Linked DNA regions of Mus musculus: regions 1 and 2 are each linked to region 3. The links are chromatin contacts, called in public Hi-C and promoter capture Hi-C maps. All regions are on one chromosome and are shown on one strand. The core of a region is the stretch at or near the end of the contact, and the rest is flanking DNA. Distances in the headings are between cores, read along the strand shown.

Evidence for each region. Promoter capture Hi-C pulls out the DNA fragments that hold promoters and counts their contacts. Hi-C and Micro-C count contacts between places; a contact is called where the count stands out from the background.
Region 1: a Hi-C map of the 63-12 cell line shows a contact between it and region 3, with 4 times the contacts expected there. The contact joins two enhancer-like sites. A contact is called at or near these places in 1 of 15 datasets of contacts at CTCF or cohesin (large pre-B cells), 3 of 484 Hi-C or Micro-C datasets (the 63-12 cell line, the BV-2 cell line and large pre-B cells) and 1 of 9 other capture datasets (embryonic stem cells).
Region 2: a contact with region 3 is called in a promoter capture Hi-C map of the 3T3-L1 cell line, with 2.6 times the contacts expected there. The contact joins the promoter of Ehd3 here to the enhancer-like site in region 3. A contact is called at or near these places in 4 of 39 promoter capture datasets (the 3T3-L1 cell line, 3T3-L1-derived adipocytes, hippocampal neurons and 1 more) and 1 of 9 other capture datasets (adipose tissue).

Annotation. Positions count from the first base shown.
Region 1 is chr17:73,872,657-73,877,133 of GRCm38.p6, reverse strand. No RefSeq gene overlaps it. Among named protein-coding and RNA genes, the nearest start is that of Ehd3, 70 kb to the right of the region's middle. Within about 2 kb of position 1,308, at least 24 of the 459 cell types and tissues checked have an H3K27ac peak or open chromatin away from gene starts, as enhancers often do. A contact at or near this core is called in the 63-12 cell line, where this site is marked.
Region 2 is chr17:73,802,954-73,807,129 of GRCm38.p6, reverse strand. Ehd3 (EH-domain containing 3) reads right to left here and starts at 2,289. Exons shown (of 6, transcript NM_020578.3): 1 at 1,661-2,289. The coding sequence starts at 1,887.
Region 3 is chr17:74,018,808-74,022,695 of GRCm38.p6, reverse strand. It overlaps Srd5a2 (steroid 5 alpha-reductase 2), which reads left to right. Exons shown (of 5, transcript NM_053188.3): 4 at 1,162-1,312. Among named protein-coding and RNA genes, the nearest start is that of Gm24475, 20 kb to the right of the region's middle. Within about 2 kb of position 1,950, at least 22 of the 459 cell types and tissues checked have an H3K27ac peak or open chromatin away from gene starts, as enhancers often do. A contact at or near this core is called in the 63-12 cell line, where this site is marked.

The DNA of each region.
Region 1 (4,477 bases), core at 59-2,558, 140 kb after region 3:
TGGATGTAATCATAGCTGGGAAGTGTATTGCCCCGTGCCTTCACAGAGAAGAGGGCTTTTGGTAGAACCACCATGTTCTGTTCTTAACTCAGTGGCTCCTGAAGGCTTTAGGTGGGGCCCTTGGCATACAAAGGAAAGGAGAGGTGCTGAGGCTGTGGCATTGTGGGAGGGCTCCTTGGAGGAAGCGGCATCGTTGTACCAGATATTGACCGCAGTGGGATCAGGTTGGGGGTGGCCCAAGGTGTGAGAGTGACAGGCTGCTGAGCTGGTGAAAGGAGTGACCAGGGAGACATCTCCAGAAGCTGTTGGAAACTTCTCTGGAAGTTTCCTTTGGGATGGAGGCGTGTCGCTGGGGGTGTGGCTCGGTGGTGAAGCACTTGTTTAGCATATGCAAGGATATGGTTTTGATCTTCAGACTAGCCGAATAAATTGTTTTGAGTTTTGGGGTTTTATTTTGCTTCCATGTTGTAGAGGAGGTGGACACAGTATCTCTCCTGCATCCACTCGATCCCGGTTCCTGCCTCTGTTCCCTTCATCCAGCTTCATGAACAAACTAGAACCCCCCTGAGAACGGCATCTCTTCCTCAGGGCTCTCCTTTGGCGGGTGGGGAGTGAATAGGAAGGAGACAGGGGGTTGATGGAAACATTCTGCATGCTGGTTGGGTTACAGGTTTGGCCTCTACCAGAAGTCACGAGGCAGCCACACATTCTGCTACATGTGAGTAAACCTTCACGTTTAAAAATGTAGGCCATTTTGTGTAGGCTTGCAAGTCAAGACCTTGCAAACTGTTAAGAACTCGCCGTGTTTGTGCACGTTAATACAAATGGAGTAAAGCAGAGGCACCCACAGGCCCAGGTTGGGATACTCAGAGGTCCAGCACCTACGCGGATGGGGTTGGTACAGTGAGCCATCCTGGAAGCAGGCTCAGCTCAGGTGAAGCAGGCTCAGCTCAGGTGTGCGGTGATGGGGATGGATGAACACCACACTGTTCCTCTCCTCAGCATCCTCATCTGCGTGAATCCCCACCACAGGCCTGAGACACGTCTGGGTTAGGATCCCATGAGTTAAAGCCCACTGTGGTACCCAATAAGAGACGGGGAGTCCACACATGGCAGCTATTTGGGACCTGCAGGAACTTTCCGGGAGCTTTACCACCAGTGGTTGGCGGCCACTGCGCTCTGTGGTTTCCCCAGGGGGGAGGCAGTGAGTCAACCGCCCCCTCTGGCAAGAAGGGAAAGGAGATAGGGGCTATGGAGGCTACTAACTGCTTATTTCTGAGGACCAGGGAAACCTCAACCAGCTCTGTGGGCTGTGCTTGTCCAGTGTGGCGCCTGAGGGTGGAGTTGATAGAACCCTCTGAGAGACAGGACAGGGTAGAGGAGCTGGCTATCCTGAAGGAAGAGGTTTGGCCTATGATACAACGGGAGGTGCTTTTGTTTCTTTCTCCCCAGGGCAATAAAAGAAAGAAGTGACAATAACTATACTCAGAACCTGACTCAGGGCCACTTAAACATCTTTATCTACTTCCTCCATTCCGTATTTCCCCGTGGAAAATGGGCTGATTCCTTTAATGAGCTCTGACTATTGAGCCCAATTTGGAATGATTGTGTACACACTCATTTCCTCTAGCTTTGGTATTATTTGTATTTGAGCAGTGTGCTGGCTAGTTTTATGTAACCTTGATAGAAGCTAGTTACTGGAAAAGAGGAAACCACAACTGAGAAAAAAACGCCTCCGTAAGATCAGGTGGTAGGCAAGCCTTTAGGCATTTTCTTAATTAGTGATTGACATGGGAAGGTCTAGTCCATGGTGATGGGTGTTATCCTTGGACTGGTGATCCTGGGTTCTATAAGAAAGCAGGCTGAGTAAGCCATAAGGAGCAAGCCAGTAAGCAGCACCCCAGCCCCAGCCCCTGTGGCCTCTGTATCTCTGAAGCTCCCGCCTTTCAGCAAGCAGCACTCCTTCATGGCTTCTGCTTCAGCTCCTGCCTTGATGTTTCTGCCCTGCTTGAGTTCTTGTCCCCACTTCCTTCAGTGATGGACTATGGTAAAGAAGTGTATTCCTTTCCCCCTTATCTTAGTGAGGGGTTTACTGCTGTGAACAGACACCATGACCAAGGCAAGTCTTATAGAGGACAATGTTTAATTGGGGCTGGCTTACAGATTCAGTGGTTCATTCCATTATCACCAAGGCAGGAGCATGGCAGCATCCAGGCAGGCATGGTGCAGGAGGAGCTAAGAGTTCTACATCTACATCCGAAGGCTGCTAGCAGAATACTGACTTCCAGGAATCTAGAATGAGAGTCTTATAACCCACACCTACAGTGACACACCTACTCTAACAGGGCCATACCTTCTAATCCAACTACTCCCTGGGCTGAGCATCTGAAAACTATCACACTCCTCCAACTTGCTTTTGGTCATGATGTTTCATCACAGCAATAGAGGCCCTAACTAAGACAAGAAGTAAGCTGTCCCTCTTCAAGTCTACGTACTTATTAGTGTTTAAGCTTTAAATCTGCACTGCGAATCCATAGTGAAGAACTGGCTGTAGATTATCAGAACCCACGGAGAAGAGCAGCAATGTGAAGGAATGAGGGTCCAGGGTGATATAAATGAGGATTTGTAGTGAATCTCATAGACGCAGGCCTCCACGAATGTTCACAGAATGTTCACTGCATGGCTTCCTTCTCTTCTAGCAATAGCCTCAGGTCCCCTGAAAACCTGGCTAAATTCCTCATGTGGAATGTTGTCAGTGTCCATTGTTGGGACAAAATAACTGAGATTCTTAACTTAAAAGGTGAAGGGTTAATTTTGGCTCTAAATTTCAGTACCTAGTTGATTTGGGCCTGTGGCCACAAAGTATCTGTATGTTTTGGGGACATGAGGTAGAGGAAGACTTATCACCAGGATCTCAACTTATCCTTCCAGGATAAAGATCAACTCTCTTCAACTAGGCTCCTCCCCTTAAAAGATTCCACTGTTTTCCCATAATGCCATACTTTCAGGGTCAACCCTCTGGAGGATATTTGAGATAAGGCTATATATACCATCATGTGAGCTTGTGAATTCTGAATAACCAAATAAACTTGATATTTCACTAGAGAGTTATTTTGAAAATGATCTTTTAATGAAAATTAAGAGAGGATCAGTAGTTTATTAAAGGAATCTTGATAGTGTTCCGTGGGGCTACATATAGTCTGGGAAGCTTCGATGAGAGCAAGTGAATTACTGGAACTTATGGTTCAAAGCACTGCTCCAGGGTCCTGTTACAGAGATTTTGATCCAATGAGTCTACAGGGGCCAGAGAATCTGTATTTTATGGAACATTGGTGGGGATGCTAATGCAGGGAGTTCACAGGTAGAAGCTATCTAAGGAGAATGGGGCCAGGTATGCAGGCACAGGCTAGTCCAAGAACAAGCCCACAGCTGAAGTTTGCCTCTGCCTGTTCTGAGTGAGGAAATGGCTTAGGTTGGTTCCCAGGGAGACAGGAAGAGACAGAATCAGGGTCTAGACAGAGTGAATTGGCTGTCTGTATTGGGGATATTTTTGGTTTGATCTTTTAGTTGTGCAACTTAAAAGGAAGTGATGATCTCTTATAGGTAGGCAGGTATGAAGACTATTTAATAGTCAGGGTTAGAGAGGATTGAAGGGATCTTGAGGAAGAATAGAAGGGCATAAGAAACATAATCAAGGCATGAGGTGGAGTGGTGGTGGGTGGGTAATATACTGATTCCATGCCCCAGGCTGCATATATATTCCATCCCATCCACTCCCACACAGCACTCGGGGATAGGCAAGGACATCCTCTCTCTCCATAGAAGGAGGTGTTGGCTCCTGAAGGCTAACTGGCAAACATGGAGGTCAGAGTTACATTCCGGGAGCATGTGGCCCCAAGCTTTTACTTCTTAATCAACTCACTGATGTAATCACTCATCCATATGTACAAATATCCATTATCCCACTTATCCATCACACGGTCAGCTCTTGCTAAATGCACTGAGGCAGGGGCTGGGACCTGATGGGCCACTGGAAGGACTATGCTCTGGATGTAGACAGGAAATGATCAGAGACTCGCTCAGCCATCACTTGGCAAATAGTCATAAGATCTCAAGAGGAAAATTGCCAGCAGTGTGAGAAAGAATGCAGGGAAACATAGTTTAGACTGGAGGGTCAGAGAGGGACTCCGGGAATGTGATGCTTAAGCCGAGACTTGAAGGATGGATGATAGAAAATCAGCGGAAGAATGTTTCAGAACTTTGCCATCCGACAGAATTTTCTGTGATGATAGAAATGTCCTGTATTTAACCAGATGGCCATAGCACATGCAGTTACTACTGAGTGCTTGAGGTATGTCTAGTGTGAATGGGAGCTGAGTTTTCAATCTTACTGGATGGCAATTGATTTTAATGTATGTTTATATCTACATATGTTTGTATTGTGCTTGGGGATGTTCATGGGGTGCATATGGGGGGG
Region 2 (4,176 bases), core at 1,040-3,539, 220 kb after region 3:
CCAAGGATGATCAGAGGGCCAGGGAAGGCGGTGCGAAGCCAAGAACAGTTTGCAGATTGCCCACACTTCCCATGAGGCATAAACCCAAAAGGGTGGAGAACAGCGATACAAAGGAACTTGTGTGCACAACCCAGGTATCTCTGAAGCACATTTGGCACCAATTGGTGTTTAATAAAATTAAGGGTTGACTTTGAATCCAAGATTCTCCCTCTGTGTTCCCAGTTAAATCCATTCAACACTACAGGTAAACATAGGGTATCCGTGGAGTTTTCTAAAGAGAGTGCTACAGCTTTCTTTTTTTTTTTTTTAAAAGAAAAGTGATTTAGATTTTTAAAAACAAGGTGAAAAAAAAACCCACAATGGATTTATGTCTCATGTTTAAAATATATTAGAGTTAATAAGCCACAACCCCCAGGTCCCCACTTCAGAAATCATTTGACCTTGCAAAGCTGCAGGTCAAGTTGACAGCCCAAGACTGTCCACTCCACAAAGACAAATGATTTGGTGCTCTGCTCAGACAGGACAGGTTAGCATGGTACACACACGGCTCCCAGAAGCTTAGCGCGGGAGACACGAGAAACTGAAAAATGAGTCACCAGGTTGTCAACTCTGCTGCTCTCCTTGACAAGCAAAGCACGTGGCTCTGTAGATCATGATGCCAATCCAGAAATATGAGGACTGCTGCTTTAAAGCCCTCTGCAGATGGGTGCCCTTGACTCTGGGAGGATACGGCACCTGTAAGAGTGTGACCTCTTAGCCCAAAGGGCCATAAGCAGCCTCCAACCTTTGGAATATGTGTACCCCTCAACCTTTGAAAAGGGCAGCCTGGCTTTGCAGTCTGTATGCAGTAAAGATTGAGAGAGGCCTGTTCTTCAGAGCTATTGGATTTTTCTGACTTTCTCTCTGAATGCTTGCAGCCCCCAAAATCTATCATTCAACGGAATGGAAGACTCCCTGTTAAAGTTACAGGCACGTAGCTAACATTTTTCACAGGCACCGAGGGCTGCTTCCATCTTGTGCAGCTCTAAACCATCACGTATCCTCCCATCACCTCTGCTATCTCACCTGCAAAGTCAAGGGCCAGATGAGGCATCTTAGTATCTCCTCTACTTCTGTAAGCTGCTTTATTATTATTATTATTATTATTATTATTATTATTATTATTATTATTATTGAACTATTAAGTTCAAAGAAGAAACTTATTAAAAGTATTCTGCTTCTCTAAGAGACAGCCCTAAAAGCACTGTCAGAGAGAAGGAAAAACGGTAAAAGAATAAATGACCCCAGGGTCTCCAGTTCACCCCCATCCCCAGGCCCGCGACCATGAGAACAACTCGGCTGCAAAGGTAAGGCTCCCCGGGATAATCCCAAGCCCTTCACGAGATAAGAGATTCTAGTCAAAAGGAGGGTTACGGTATCCCCACCTTCATTAGGAGTCTGGTTCCTTCTGTGCCTCAGTTTCAGTGCCCAGATCAGACAACAGGGATGACTCTTAATAAAATGACCAGGGCTAAGAACTGAGGAGGGACATCATATAGGAATCAATGGGGGACTCGGTAGTAGGATCAACTTTTGAGGCCTCCCACAGGGATTTCTTCAGAGCCCTTAATGGAAGACTTTCCACGTCACCCGGAAGGCTCAGCACCCAGATGAGGCTCACCTGATGAAGGTGGTCTTGCCGGTAGAGTACTGGCCCACCAACAGGACCATGGGCTTGTTGTCGAAATCAGCATCTTCCAGGGCGGGCGAGTGGAACTCGTGGAAGCGGTAATACTCTTCCAGAGGCAGCAGCTTGGTCTTGTAGAGTTTTTTGAGTCCATCGCTCACCGTCTGGAAGACCTCAGGGTCCTTCTTGCGGCGATCATCGTTACCCAGCCAACTGAACATTGTGACAGCTGGGAGGAAGCTCCCGGGAGTGGCACCCGCCTAGCTCGAACAACGCCGCCACTACTGCCTTACCAGAGCTCGGGGCTCAGACGCACCATGGCCCGGGCTGCCCCAGCTGCTGGATTCAGTCCAGTCCCAGGTTCATCCACAGCCCGGTTGGAGAGAAGGATGCTGTGGATTGTGTCAAGAGAACTGCAACCTTGGAAATTAAAGACAAACCTGCCGGGAAGCCGAAGCCTGAGTTCCAGGTCTCCCCAGATAGATGACTAAAGGATGCTCGAGCTCCGCTACTGCGGAGCCCAGGCTGCGCCGGGTAGGCAGCGGCTCACACAGCTCCGCATCCGCAGCAGCATCCCGCCGCCCCCGGCGCGCGTTTAAATGCCAGACGTGCAGGAAGTCCCCGAGAACTGGCAAAACCCGGCCAGCTCCACGGTCAGGGCGACGCGAAGCCAAGGAGGGCGCCGCCATGTCTATGGGCAGGCGCTCTGCGGCCGCGCGGACTCTATCTGCAAAAAGCTGCTGCCAGAGTCCTGTGGGAAAGCGCAGGCATTTCTTTCCCAGCCCTGGGGATTTGACTTGGGAGCAGCGCCCTCTCAAGGACGGAGACTAAGACAGCCTTGACCTACTCTACCGTTTTGAGACTCAGTTCCTTTGGTTACTGAGGTCAGTTCCCTGGGGATACTAATATTGGGACCCATTTGGGGAAAATTCTACTGTATTTTCCTTGGGGCATGGAAAGAAGGTGCCCCTGACAAGTGACATAAAATAACCAAAAAATCAGTAACTTATCTTTTCACCAGGCCTGAGGTGAAGTGAAAAACAAACAACAAACAAAAACGGCTTTCCTCTTTCTCTCCTCCCCCTCTCTCCCACTCAATACGGTAGGTAAAACCAGCAAAACACACACAGGCAGGGAGTGCTAAGGGGCAGCGACCTAATTTGACACAACTACATACAAAGCTGAGTCTTTGAGGAGCCTTTTAGGAGATGTAGCAGGGTAGAATTACAACAGACACGAAAAGAGGCAGGCAAATTTCTGAGTTTGAGGCCAGCCTGGTCTACAAAGCGAGTTCCAGGATAGCCAGGGCTACACAGAGAAACCCTGTCTCAAAAAAAAAAAAAAATTAAATTAAATAAAAATAAGAATAAAAAAAAAAGCAAGCAAGCAAGCAGAACCATCTTTTGCTTTTTTCGTGGTCAATTTGAAGGCATTACAGGAAACATGGCTGTGAGATGTCTCTTCAAGGATGAGCTGAGAGAAGACTGGAAGGCATTTGAGGTCACATAAAAAGCCTTCTTAAAAACAATCCAGAGCAGTGTAAAGATTTTGGCAGAGCTACATCCAAAATGGTAGATCGTGAAATGTATGATGGGAACAGGCATGGAAGAATGTGCACACCAAGATAGGAGCCAAACAAGAAATGGGAAACCCATAAGAATATCATTACCAATAATTGCTATGTAACAAAATGCTCACCAAGCACAGGGGTTGCTGAGATCTCAGGAAGCAACATTGTAGCGCCCCTCTGAGGAAGATCGTGCCATTGCCAGCAATGCCAAGAACAGTGATGAGACATTGGCCAGATGTGGCAAAGGGTGGGGCAGCAACAAGGAACAAAGTCAATGACAGTTCTAGAAGGATTCTAACCAGTGAGGTGGCAAGCCTTTCCTCTCTCCTAAGGCAGAGGGCTCCCACTGCCCTCCCTTCCACCAACAAGATAAGGAGCTAATGGACTAGGTCGAGCTGGGGAGTCTGGGAGCATCGTCTGGAGGGGTGGAGGCTGGGAAACTGCAGAACATCAGGGAACAGCGGCAGTGGGGGAGCAGAGGAGGTTAGAGTCAGGAGACTCCGGCAGTAGGATCGACAGTCTGATAAGCGGTGAAGGAGGAAAGGATGGTCACCCAAAGCTTAGAGTGGTTTCAGAGTTTCTTCTGGGAACCAGACAGTTGCAAAGCTCATGCAATGACTGGAGAAGTTGGCAAGGGAGCAGAGTGAGTAGGTAGAGGATCTGTTTGAGCTACGATGGGTTGCCCTTGGAATAAACCTGTAGGCATGGCAGGTAGAGGAGGGGTTTGCTGACACTGTGGGATTTCTGTGGGGACTATTAGAGATGGTGCTGAATAAAATTTCCTTAGTTCAGGTTTCCTGACACTCTTGTTGAACCCAAGAGTGAACTATCTTCTTCTGAGCACTGTAGTCCGCACTGAGAAACCATTCAGACTCATGTTTTACATTACCACCAATGTATGAAGCCAGGAGGCAATATCACAGACATCTCATGACTCGGG
Region 3 (3,888 bases), core at 701-3,200:
ATAGAAAGAAGCTCGCTCCTTGTGCCAGCTTGCGCACAGCTGGGACAAAGTTACTGGACAGAGTGACGTCAGCTCACAGCGTCCAAGTGAGGAAGCTTAGGCGAGGGAGCCTTGTCGTACTAGGGGAGTTCTTGTCATTGGTGGCAGGAACATGGAGTGACTTGCTTCAATCTCCATAGCAGCTAGGAGAGTGGAGAACTTGGGCAGGAACCAGGCTGTCTTTCTCTTTCTATAGTCCATACCTGATAGCCTTCCACCTGCCAGCAAGGGCCCATGGCTGAAAGGTTCTATACCCCTCTGAAACATTTCACCAGCTGGGGACAAAGTGTCCACAAGAATCTGAGGGCAGCACTCACATTCCAACCACAGCAACACTTTAAAACTTCGGCTTAATAATTACGTAAAGATAAGCAGAGACAGTTCTTACAAAACCAGACTGCCAAGGGTTTTAACCGAGTTATGAGACCGAGATAGAATGACTTAAAAGCACAATGTAATGTAATTATAGAAGGAGAAAAGCTGTTTTGGTCACAGCTTTCCTAGTTTAATATGGCTCATAAAGTTTGAGTGTGGGTATATTGGATGTCATTGGACATAGCTTGGTTTTTAGATAGTTCTGAGAGAGGAAATATCTTGTGGGGTAACTTAGCAGCAGCTGAGTTTTCCCAAGCCAAATATTCACTGCTTTCAACTTGAACAGTGTATAGTGTAGGGGGCCGGGTAGTGGACAATCAGAGGGTCAGACAAGAATCACATCACTCACACATGTTAAGTCTCACTTTGTGGGGCTGGAATGCACCATTAGTGGTTGGCATTTGACCTTGCCAGGAAAGTCTTAGGAAGAAGCTGCCTGAAGAAGTCCTTTCATGAAACGAGACAAAAAGCAGGTCTTCGGCACCTCTTGCTTGTCTTGCTTGAAGCTGGTGGTCCCTTGTAAAGAAACGGGCAGGAAGCCCCTCAGGGAGATAGGGCCACTCCTCAGGATTCCAGAACATTCTCCAGACAAGGGGCTAGTTTCCCTGCGTCTCTGCAAAGCTTCCTCTGAATGCTGGCTTTACGTTCCTTTGCCTGTCTTTGTGCATTTTGGAATGAGACACAGGGATGCAGTGTCACGGTAACGCTGTTCTGAGTGCTGTCTTTTTTTGATTCTTCTGCACACAGGTGGCTTGTTTACGTATGTGTCTGGAGCCAATTTCCTGGGCGAGATTATTGAATGGATGGGCTACGCTTTGGCCACTTGGTCTGTTCCAGCCTTTGCTTTTGCATTTTTCACACTTTGTTTCCTGGGGATGCAAGCTTTTTACCACCACAGGTAAACCTTTAACAGAGAGGTCTGTCTTAGTTTTGTTTCCTGTTGATCTGATAGTGTTTTACAACGAAACAACGTAAGAAAGAAAGGGCCCGTTTGGCTCCATCTTCCGGGCTATGCACGTCAAGGTGGCTGGAACTTGAAGCAGCCGGTCACATTGCCTTTATAGTCAAAAGTAGAAAGCAAAACAAATCAATGCATACATACCATATATGCTCTGTTTGCCCCTCTTCATTTAGACAGTCCAGGGTCCCTCACGAGGGAAATAAGCCTTGCCAAAATTAAGACGGGTCTTCCTACATCAATGGACTTAATCAGGACAACCCTTCACAGGAATTTCTCTGAGGCTATCCTTAATAGAAACAGTCCCTCACAGGTGTGACCAGACTACCCCCTAAGGGTCAGGTTGACAGTTAATAGTGTCACAAGGTCGTTGCATCTACATAGAAGTATTCGTCTCCAAATAAGATTTATTACCACCTGGCTGGAAACTTCAGATAGTGGGTTAAGAGGTGAAAGAAATGTCACGTTTCAGTTCAATTCTCTTCCACTGTATTTCTTGATGTGTCTGTTCTCCAGGGATGAGACCATTGCCAGCCATCACCAAGCAAGGAAAGCAGATGAGCTCCGAGTGCTCCATCTGCTGGTACATGTTGGAACTGCAGGCAGTTAAGGTCCCATTATGCCACACCCCTACCCTCACCCCACCCCCTTGGAGGGTTGGTCTAACAAATCGTTAATCCAGGGGTAGAGAGGGGCTAGGGATCATTGAAACCCTGTCCCTCTCAAGGTAGGAGGTGATAGGACGTCACCTGCTTACTTTCAAGTAACTTTTATAGAAAGATGAATGCCTAGAGACCAAGAAGGAACACATGGATTAAAGGACTGAGCTGAGCGCATCTTAATCTTTCTCCTTGGTGTTTCTGCCTCGCCTCAGTGTTTTTGTCTGGCTAATGATTTTTCTAATAGCTTTTAGGATTAAATGAGGCACAAGCTCCTTTTGAATAGAAACTGAGGCCAGTTTGGAAATAGGCAAAGCAGCAGTTTCTCCTGTGACCTAATCCTACAACTTCCTGTCTCGAAAGGGACAGGGTTTCAAGGTTCACAGCCTTTGAGAGACATGGCAACAGCCCACTTCAGGAGAACCTGCTGTCCATCAGAGGCAGTAAACGAATGACAGAAGTCGGGGCATTGCCTGGTACATGGAGCGTCTCTGAAGAGCATAGACAGAGTTCTCCGTCAATATTTCCACCAGGAGTTTCCAGCTGGTGCAATGTCAAAATCAAATTGAGGCTGTCTGGTTATATTCCTCCCGGAGGGAGAGCCAGGGGTGTCTCTTTTACTAGGACTAAGAGGGCTTTGTGACGGTGCTCCTGAAGCAATGGCAGGCGTTGGCGGGGGAGATGGAGCACACAGGGTCTTTTCAAACCAAAGCAGGGCAGACCGGGCTCTTCTGGCACGCGTGATCACTTTTGTCTTCCAGTTCAAACCCAAAGCACTTTAGCAGAGTGCATTTTGTCTTTATTATGCCTCGAGGGCCATTAGTTTCAACCAGTTAAGAGGACAACTTGGTCAGCATTAATTTCCTCAGGCTGTCACAGGAAAGGACCTCAGCTGCATGGCTTAGAGCAAGGGGAAAAATATCTATCTTCTCAGAATTCTGGAGACCAGAGGTTTGGCCTTAAGGGATAGGCAGGGCTGTGCTCTCTGGAATGGCTTGCTTCCTTGCTTCTTTCTGTTCAGTTCTGGTGGAGACTCACTGTTCTTAGTTCTCCATGGCTGGGGTAGACTCATTCCAATCTCTACCAGTGTTCCTGTGACCTTCTCATCCTATATCTCCTTCATGTCTCTTTGCAGATCTGTGGGATTAAGGGTCCATCCTGCATCAGTATGAGCTATTCCAATTCATTACATATGCCATGACTGTTGGTCCAAAATAAGACTGTATCTTCAGGCATTGGGAGCTAGGACTGCAACCTACCTTTTAGAGGGCAAAATGAGATCCATAGTAGTAGTTGCATCCCCAAACTCCTGGAAGGGATATTTTCAAGAGATGCTGCCGATTCTCTGAAGTTAACGTTGTCCATGCTTTTTGTAAATTTTATTTGTTGTAAGCAGGTGTCTAGTTAGACACAATAATGAGCCTCGTGGCATTTTCATAATTTATAATGTGTTTTTACTATATGCATCTTTTATTTCTATTTTGTTTTCCTCTTGCTCTTACATGTTTTTATCTTATTTTCAAAGGTATACTTTAATTTACGTGGTGTGTGTGTGTGTGTTTGTATGCATATGTGTGTGTGGACACTCAGAAGACGGCATCAGATACTGGAGCTGAGTAATTCGGCAAGGATTTACAAACCTCTGGACATGTGTGCTGGGAACCAAATTCCGGGTTCTCTAGAAGTGCAACAAGTGCTTTTGACTGCTGAGCCCTCCTGTTAGCCCTACTGACTTACCTTTCATGACGAAGGGAGCCTCATTAGAGTTGGTTACAGGGTCCTTGGTAAGGAATTATTTACAAGAGCATGGTGTCCTTACTGGTGGCCACACCACCGAAGGAAGAAAACATCTCTCCC